2 separate regions of the Mus musculus genome follow, and region 2 is linked to region 1. The links are chromatin contacts, called in public promoter capture Hi-C maps. All regions are on one chromosome and are shown on one strand. Each heading gives the region's core, a stretch centred on a gene start, on an enhancer-like site or on the middle of the called end of the contact. The rest is flanking DNA. Distances are from core to core; before and after follow the strand shown.

Region 1 (4,480 bases), core at 16-2,515:
GGATGAAGAAATCCAGGCATCTGGGAGCCAAAGAGAATTGCCTAAGAGATGCACCCACACCAAAGTGGAGGGAGAACTTGGAAGCACGTTTTCTGCTTTTTTCAATTACTAATTTGGTTTCTTTCCACGACACCCTTAGAAAAAGTCTCTAGTCTAAGAGGCCACTGTGAACTAGGAAGTCACAGAGAAGGCAGCTTCCAAGATCCAGTGTTTCTTCTCTGGCCTCCCCAGCACCATCCAGACCCAGCAAACCACTGGCTAAAGGAAATGGAGGCCTGGGGGGGGGGGGAATGTGGGGGGGGGGCGGCGAGCACTTTCTGACCCAAGAATGTGAGGCTGGTATTTTCCCCCAGCATAAAATAGAGAAAAACTGGGAGTTGGCCTTCCCGCAGTCCCTGACGTGTCTTGGGCTGAAAGCCAAGTACTTAATCCTTTCTACCATGGCTCCCTCCTTGGAGAAACAGTTTTGATTCGTTTTTAAAGACAGGTTCTTGCTACGTCACCCAGGCTGGCCCTGAACTCACTGCGTACTTTGATTTCTTGATGGCTGACTATGAGTACTGAAAACTCCAACCCGGCAGCGTGTAGTGCTGTGTGCCTCTCCTTATAGAGTTAAACTCAGCCAGGCCTGCCCGAGAGAAACCCTAAACTGGCGCCACATTCCTGCTGGAACTCTGTCACAGTCTCAGCTCAAACTGGCCTCCAGATGGACAAGGTAAAGGTGGGGGCATGAGGGCGGAGGGCGGAGGGAAGTGAGATCAGGACCTTGTGGCAACAGAGAAGCCAGTGGACTGGAAAGCCGGCCAGTGGTTAAAGAGGTCAGAGCAGCCAGGCACCAGTGAGTTCACTTACCTAAGATCGCCACCGACAGACGGCCCAGGGGGTGGTCGCTGGCTCTGCTCACGGGGATCCACCTTGGGCCGCTCAGACCTCCCTCGCCCTCTCCAGTCCCAGGTAAGTGGTGGAGCAGGCTCTCGAGCAGGAAGTGGATGCTGTATGCAAATCTCTACGGAGAGGAAGCCTCTGCTCAGCCTCTCCCCGTGGGGCAGTGAATCAACCGCCAAGAAGTCACTTTATTTCTTAAAACAGAAACCTCTTGCGTTCACCAGAGAGAACCAGCAACCAATTAGGCTGCATCCTGCTTTTACCACCCAGATAAGAAACTGTGAGGAATGCCCCGGGCTTCTGGGTTACTGCAGCGCCTGAGAAGGTGTCTCCCGGAGACAGAACTTGCGGTCTTCACACTGCTTATTCTTGAGCAGCTTCAAACGAGCCTGGGCCTGATAATGGGAGGGAATATGAAGCAAGAACTTTTAACTGTGTTTTTTAACTCACCAAAACAGATTTGCTGCCTGTAACTATGGGGCAAAGGATTCACTGCCTACAGCCCTGTGCAGGACTGTATCACACACACACACACACACACACACACACACACACACACACACACACCTCTGACTTCTCATTTCACAATCTTTTGATTTGGGTTTTTGTTTGTTTTGCTTTTTTGTTTGTTTTTGTTTTCGAGACAGGGTTTCTCTGTGTAGCCCTGGCTGTCCTGGAACTCACTCTCTAGATCAGGCTGGCCTCGAACTCAGAAATCCCCCTGCCTCTGCCTCCTAACGCTGGGATTAAAGGCATGTGCCACCACTGCCTGGCTCTCATTTCACAATCTTAAGTTTATTTCTTTCTTTTCCCTTTGTTTATTCAGTACACTACAGAATTTATTGCACAGACAGGGATCCTGGAGGCAGAACAATGGCACCATGCTATGTGTGGGTAATATAAATCCAGGTTATTTCTAAAGCACTGGAGGGTGATGGGAGCCAGTCCGGGTGTGAACTCTCAGGCCACCAGCCAGCACTGATCGCAGCCACTGAACTTCCCCCCTCTACCATAGAAAGTGTCTCAGACTGAGCCAGTCCAGTCTCTCCACTCTTGCATAGGGAACATTGCCCAAAATGTCCTCAATCAGATTGCCCCAGGTCTGCCTAAGTATTACACTTAAAGTTGTACCACACATTATAAACAAAGGGAATGTGGCTTGTTTTTAAAACTTTATAATAAAGTGGTACACATTGTGGTGTGTTCTTACAATGAAGTACTACTTAGCTGTTAAAACAATGAAAATTTGTATTCATTTGTATTATTTGTACAAACATGGGAAGGTGGCTTTGAGAAATTATTTAATAAAACATTATTCTTGACAATATATATATATATATGTAGTGACAGAGAGAGAGAGGTGTCCCCAGCATGTAGGACACTGCTTATGACATTGTAGGCAGTCACTGTATACCTGTTGGATCATCACGTCAGAAATGGCTGTAGCTGAGCCTGGTAACACAGGCCTGATAGTCCCATATTTATTAGCTCAGCCTTGAACTTTCTGCCTCGAACATTATTATTAGATCTTAGGGGTTGGGGGAAAACAACACTCCTTGTGGAGTGGCTGAAACGAGGGTAATTGGGGAGGGGCAGCTGTCAGCATTGAAAGGAGAACAGGAAAGGAAGGCATGGAAGGGGTGGTAGAGGAGAGAAGATGAACTCATTTCTCATAGCTGTCCTTAAATGGGCTGAGATGAGCCTCAGAGTAGTTTCTGGAAACCTCTGCCTTTGGAACCCTTTCCATGAGGAGTCAGGACAGCCAGTCTCCACCCAATGAGAGCTGTGGCCTGGGGGAAAGGCAGCAAGCCTAAGGCTTGTCTGAGGTTGCTGGGCACCCCTCCTCTCTGAATCCATCCTGAGTTTGGGGAATGGGATAACAGCTCCTTGCTGAGAGCATCTGCTGGGCCCCTCCTGGAAAGCAGCCCAAGGATGTAAACTGTTTATAGAGAGTCTCCTGCGCCGAGAAACTTCTGTCTGCGCATGCCTGGCAAGCTTAGACTGAAAGGAATGACAGAGGCCATGCCTGAGGACTGGGACATCAACATCTCAGGTTCCCAGATGCTATCCACTGCTGTCTGGATGCTCGTGTGTAACCTCCAGGGAGCAGCTCTTTCCTGAGGACCTTTGCACACCTTTAACAACCTTTAACCTTTAACCTTTAACTTTCAAGCAGACCCGAGAGGTGCAGAAGCTGCCATTTGCGCTGTGCCTTCGAAGAACACAACACTCAAGAGACACCTGGTAGCTTCTAGAAGGGCACATAGCTAATTTGTGGAGCAGCCAGAGCTGTCTCGCTTGTAGTGTCTTTCCTCCCTCGGCTGCTTGGCTCTGGACTGTTTCCTACAAGTTTGAGTGCAGCTGAGGTACTTCCCTTTCTTTATACAATTCTTGACAACACTCAAGAGGGGAAGGAAGGAAGCAGTAAACAGGCATGGCCATGGCTGCCAGTCACTTGGGTCTGTGTTTACTGTGTTTACACATGGATCGCTGCTGTCAAAGTCAAAAGGAGCAGGTCGTGGTGTCAAGACATGGGCTAACCATCTCACGCTGAGTTAAAAAGTCCAGAAGTCATTCTGTAGACCAGGCTGGCCTTGAACTCAGAGATCCGCCTGCCTCTGCCTCTTAAGTGCTGGGAGTTCCAGGACAGCCAGGGCTACAGAGAAACCCTGTCTTGGAAAAAAAAAAAAAAACCAAAACCAAAACAAACAAACAAACAAAAAAATCCAGATGTAAAGGATTTATGTTTGCCAAGTTCTAGGGCTTGTTTTGGTTGCCTTTCTGTTGCTGTGAGAAGATACCATCACCAAGGCAACTCAGAAAAGAAAGTGTTTAGTTAGGCATTACTGTTTCAGAAAGTTAGACTATGTGGTGGTTTGAATGATCGGCCATAGGGAGTGGCAGTATTAAGATATATTGCCTTATTAGAGTTGGTGTGACCTTGTTGGAAGAAGTATGTCATATGTTACCGCCTCCTATGCTCAGGCTCTGCCCAGTATGGAAAAGACCCTCCTTGCTGCCTGCATAAATGAGTCTCCACCTGGCTGCCTTCAGATCAAGACGTAGAACTCTAGGCTCTCCAGCCCCAAGTCTACTTGCATGATGCAATTCTTCCATTGATGATAATGTACTGAACCTCTGAACCTATAAGTCAGCCTTGGATATACTGTCTCTTCACATCAATAAAACCCTAAGTTAGTACTAGGGACTAGGGTATTACTGTGATAGGCCTGATCATGCTTTTGTTTGGAAGAATGTGGATTTTGGGACTTTGGATTTTAAATGCAATGGAATGCTTTAAGTGGGACTTAATGGGCCATCCTTGTAGGAATATGAAAGACTTTGTTGCTGAGAGTTCTGCATCTTGTTCCAAAGGCAGACAGAAGACTGGCTAGGAAAAGGATCTTAAAGCTTGTGTGATCTTAAAGCTCACACTCACAATGACACACTTCCTCCAACAAGGCTACACCTACTCCAACAAGGCCAACTTCCTAATAGTGCCACTCCCTGGACCAAGCATATTCAAACCACCACAGAACTATAATTCAAAAATGGAGGGCACACCTGTGAGAGATTGAGAGATTTTTCTGATTAG
Region 2 (4,442 bases), core at 1,926-4,425, 100 kb before region 1:
ATGAGAATGGAGCTCTGTACTTTATAGCATATTAGGTTCATACTTTAAATGCCAGCAAATTCTCCTTCCTATATCTCAAGTAGTTAAGAGCACATTTTGGGTGTTATCTACTCTAACTCTGGTATAGCTTCTGGGCTTACTTTCCTCTTTTACCTTATGGTTGGGGGAGTCTAGTACATCTGATAGGGTAAATTACTAATACTTTGGAAATTAACATTTGATCAATTTAAAAGAACACACCTTAGATATTCTGGGATGAAATTATAACTAAAGAGAAATCACTCCTAAGGATAGTGACTAGCTAAGGAGGATTTTATAAACCTAAGTACTCGAGACTCAGGTCCCTTGACACATTTCATTCTTCCCTTTCACACTTTCCAAAAAATTATATGCTTTCCTTTCCTTAACGTAGCTTAGAGACAGTGCTAGTTGAGTGAGCATTGGTGATGTTCTTATTTATAACTACAGATAATGTAGTACATGGTAGAATAGAACAGTAACTAAGAATTGAGGCTCTGCAACCCAGTTTCTCTTTCCTGCTCCATAACTTGACTTGTTACTTTCTGTGTTATATTTGTCTCGTCTGTTAAATATAAACATGGCAGTACTTACCTTACAATGCTGTGACAGTCCAATTATGTATACTAAATGAGTTAACCTTAGGCTGGTAAGCACTCACTGGTTTAAGCTTTTAGTCTCAATTTAGACACATCTATTTCATAAAAATAGCCTTATTCACTAATAATATTAGAAAAATTTCAAAAGCTAGGAACTATAGGAATTTCAGTGATAATATGTTAAAAGTAACATTTAGAATTGTAAAATATTGAAGAAATTATTTAGTAGATCATTGGTTCTTAATCAGTAACCTGCATCAGAATTGTTTACAAGGTATTTAAAGACAGTTTCCTGAGCTCTCCCTTTCACATCCACTAAGTCAGAATGGCCATGGGCAAGCCTATCATAGGCTTCCAATCAAGAACCAATGGAGTGTGTAAAGATTTTAGATTGTAGATGGGAATATTGAGACTCGAAGTAAATGCTCACAGAGTGCTCCCTAAAACAAGAGTCATTCAAGCATCCACATCACTTACCTCCTCTTTGCATAATCTCCCTCTGTATGTGCTTGCCTCATACACTGAGAGAATCTAATAGAGAAATGTGTCTCTCTTTCAACAAAACGAAAAGAGTAAGAAGCACTCTTATTTATTTATTTATTTATTTATTTTTATAGTAAGAATAGAGTGCATGGGGAAGGGAGTTAAGAGTGTAGTAGAGGCAGAGAAAGGGAGAGACGGACAGACAGAGACAGAAGGAGTGAGTAGAGTATGTAGAGGAGTAAAGAAGTAGAGTCGGCCATGAGCACATCATGGAGTGGGGGAGGGAGGAGAGGACAGAGCGTGTGTGTGTGTGTGTGTGTGTGTGTGTGTGTGCGTGCATGCGTGTATGTGTGTGGTGGTGGTGTCATTATGTATTCCACATTCTCCATCTTATTTTTTTTTCAGACAGTGTCTATCAGTGAACCTAGAACTTGCTGTTTGGCTAGCCTGACTGTTCAGCAAGCCTGTAGGATCCACCTATCTTAGTTCACCTAACCCCAGTGCTGGGGTTACAAATGTTATCAGCCATACTTGGGCTTTTGTCTTTGTGGGTGCTAGGGATAAAAATTCGGGTCTGCAGGCTTGTGCATCGGTCACTTCTACTGAGCCATCTTTACAGCCCCAGTAAGTATTTGTGATGGTTTGTATATACTCTGCCCAGGGAGTGGCACTATTAGAAGGTGTGGCCCTATTGGAGTAGGTTTGTTACCCTGGGTATGGGCTATAAGAACCTCATCCTAACTGCCTGGAGGCCAGTATTCTACTAGCAGCCTTCAGATGAAGATGTAGAACTCTCAGCTCCTCCTATACCGTGCCTGCCTGGATGCTGCCGTGTTCCTGCCTTGATGATAATGGACTGAACCTCTGAACCTGTAAGCCAGCGCCAATGAAATGTTGCCTTGGTCATGGTGTCTGTTCACAGCAGTAAAACCCTAAGTAAGACAGTACTTTTAATGGGCACTTTATTAGGCTTTAAAAGTAACATTTTCTATGTAATTCATGCTAGGACCCTTTAAAATAAGATTTAAAGTAAATTGTGTTGTGTTTTTCATGTGGGCATCAGCCTTTATCTCAGTACTTCCCGCCAGTTAGGACAAGAGGCACTGTGTGGTAGAAGGCTGCTTAGTTCATACTCAGATTGAGAGACTAACAAGTGTTCCACAGCTTACGTTAGTTGTGCTGAGGGTTACAGCTTTCGGAAATAAATGTGTAGTGCTTATAATTAAGTGGACTTTTTTATTTACAACTTTAAGGGATTTGTTTGCTTTATTTTTTAGCATAACCATTGTAAACTATTTTAGGATTTTCTAAAATAGTTGCTGGAAAAAAATTAATAGCTGTTAGGTTCTTGTGTAACTTTAATGATTGGTAAATTAAAAGACTAAAAACCGTGTTGAAAAGGAAGACTAAAAACTATGGTAAAGAAGAGGAAGAAAATTTAGGTTTTTTTATTTTATTTTATTTGTTTGTTTTGGTTGGTTTTTTTTGTTGTTTTGTTTTGTTTTTTGTTGTTTTGTTTTGTTTTTTGTTTTTGTTTTGTTTTCTCTATACAGAGAAAACAGGGTTTCTCTGTATAGCTCTGGCTGTCCTGGAACTCACTTTGTAGACCAGGCTGGCCTCTAACTCAGAAATCCGCCTGCCTTTGCCTCCAGAGTGCTGGGATTAAAGGCATGCGCCACCACGCCCACCTCTGGGCTTTTTGTTTTGTTTTGTTTTTAACTTTAAACTTTTTTAAAATTAGGTATTTTCTTCATTTACATTTCAAATGCTATCCCAAAAGTCCCCCATACCCTCCCTCCCCCGGTTTTTTTTTTTTAATTTTATAGAGTAGTGATATTATCTTTTAAAAATTCTGTTCTTAATCTATAGTATTAGTTACCTTTTGTTGATATAATAAAAGATTATGATTGAAGGAAACTGGGGGCAAGTAGAGGTGTTTGGCTTATAGTTTAAGAAATGTGAGTCTGCTCTTCCCAGTGTTCTCTTGTGGGTTAAAATGGTGGCCCATGTGGAGCCCAGGACTCTGGCTGCTGGGTGAAGCAGAGCACTGGAAGTTTGACAGTGCACACCGCATGCTGCCACCAGGTGGGTGTTAGGCTGTGAGAAGCCTCAGGACTCCGCTTTTGGGATGAGAAAGCACAGTCTATGGTCCCCGTGGACTGCCGGAGTTGGCTTGGACTCTTAGGCACCACAGAGCCGCTGGGTGCCACAGAAGAGCCTGTTCTGGGGTCCCTGGGCCTGCAAGGAGGCTGAGAATGACAAGTTCTCAAACTCTTGGGCACTGCAGATGCTGCTGGATGCCTCAGAGGAGCTGAGAATGGAGTGTCAGCCTGCAGGCTGGCTCTAGCCCAGGGCCAAAGGGAAAAGATGGGGAGGAGAGTGCCCTTGGCTTGTTCTGGCGAGCCTGAGGTTAAATACCTTTTGCAGGTAGGAGTGTCTAGGAAGGGGAGCTAAGAGGTAGTAGAGGCAGAGAAAGGCGGGGGGGGGGGGGGGGGGGGGGGGGGGAGGGAGAGGAAAGGAGAGGAGGAGAAGAGGAGAAGAAGAGAAAAGAGGCCGGCCATGGCCACATGGAGGGGGGAGGGGAGGGAGAGAGGGGAAGCAAGAGGGCAAGAGAGAGAGAGGCAAAACTAAGAGAGTAAGAGTAAGAGAGGGAGGAGGAGGAGGAAAACAGCCCCTTTTATAGTGGGCCAGGGGTACCTGGCTATTGCCAGGTAACTGTGGGGTGGAGTTGAAACAATACCAGGAGCTTGCTTGGAACATTGCCCTATACGACTGATGGCCACAGAATTATGGAGAGCTGAGACTTGTGTCAGGAGCCTGGTGTCTGGGGGTATGGCAAACACCTTCCATTCCTTGCAGGAACATCTGCCGAGTCTCCGGGCTTTAAATCGTCACACAGATACAGTAAGACCTTAGAAGTAAGTTCTTACTGGCAAACAGTTCCTTTCTTACTTGGAATGTGGTTCTTCGGCCTTTATCTTGATTCAGTGAGATCCTTGATAAATTCTGCTTTGTATTGTTTAGTCCAAATTACAAAATTGTTCCTAAGCTTTAGTTAAAAAAAAAAAAAAAATCCCTACATGAAGGTTGAGTGTGCCTTTTTACCAGCACTTAGAAGGCAGAGACACATGGATCTCTCTGAGTTTGAGACAGTTGCTCTGCATAGCTAGTTCCAAGTCAGCCAGGGCTACACAGTGAAACTTCTGTTTCAAAACAGACCACAACAAAATGCCCGTTGATAACCAGGTGCAGACTGTTAGACAGTTGGGAACATGGAACGAGAGTATTGTCCTCAGTGTGGGGTCATTGATTCAGCAGCAGCATCACCTCAAACTCTGTTGG

The links. Promoter capture Hi-C pulls out the DNA fragments that hold promoters and counts their contacts.
Region 2: a contact with region 1 is called in a promoter capture Hi-C map of embryonic stem cells, with 2.4 times the contacts expected there. The contact joins the enhancer-like site here to the promoter of Traf3ip2 in region 1. A contact is called at or near these places in 10 of 39 promoter capture datasets (the 3T3-L1 cell line, the C10 cell line, the HPC-7 cell line and 7 more), 1 of 15 datasets of contacts at CTCF or cohesin (the NIH/3T3 cell line), 12 of 484 Hi-C or Micro-C datasets (CD4 T cells, the HPC-7 cell line, MC3T3-E1-derived osteoblasts and 8 more), 4 of 115 datasets of contacts at active chromatin or transcription factors (the SCID.adh cell line, embryonic stem cells, hepatocytes and 1 more) and 4 of 9 other capture datasets (adipose tissue, liver, macrophages and 1 more).

Annotation. Positions count from the first base shown.
Region 1 is chr10:39,609,719-39,614,198 of GRCm38.p6, reverse strand. It overlaps Traf3ip2 (TRAF3 interacting protein 2), which reads right to left and starts at 1,265. Exons shown (of 9, transcript NM_134000.3): 1 at 853-1,265. Gm16364 (predicted gene 16364) reads left to right here and starts at 517. Exons shown (of 6, transcript NR_152259.1): 1 at 517-715.
Region 2 is chr10:39,715,859-39,720,300 of GRCm38.p6, reverse strand. The region is part of intron 1 of E130307A14Rik (RIKEN cDNA E130307A14 gene); the gene reads left to right. Among named protein-coding and RNA genes, the nearest start is that of E130307A14Rik, 14 kb to the left of the region's middle. Within about 2 kb of position 3,175, at least 12 of the 459 cell types and tissues checked have an H3K27ac peak or open chromatin away from gene starts, as enhancers often do. A contact at or near this core is called in the SCID.adh cell line and embryonic stem cells, where this site is marked.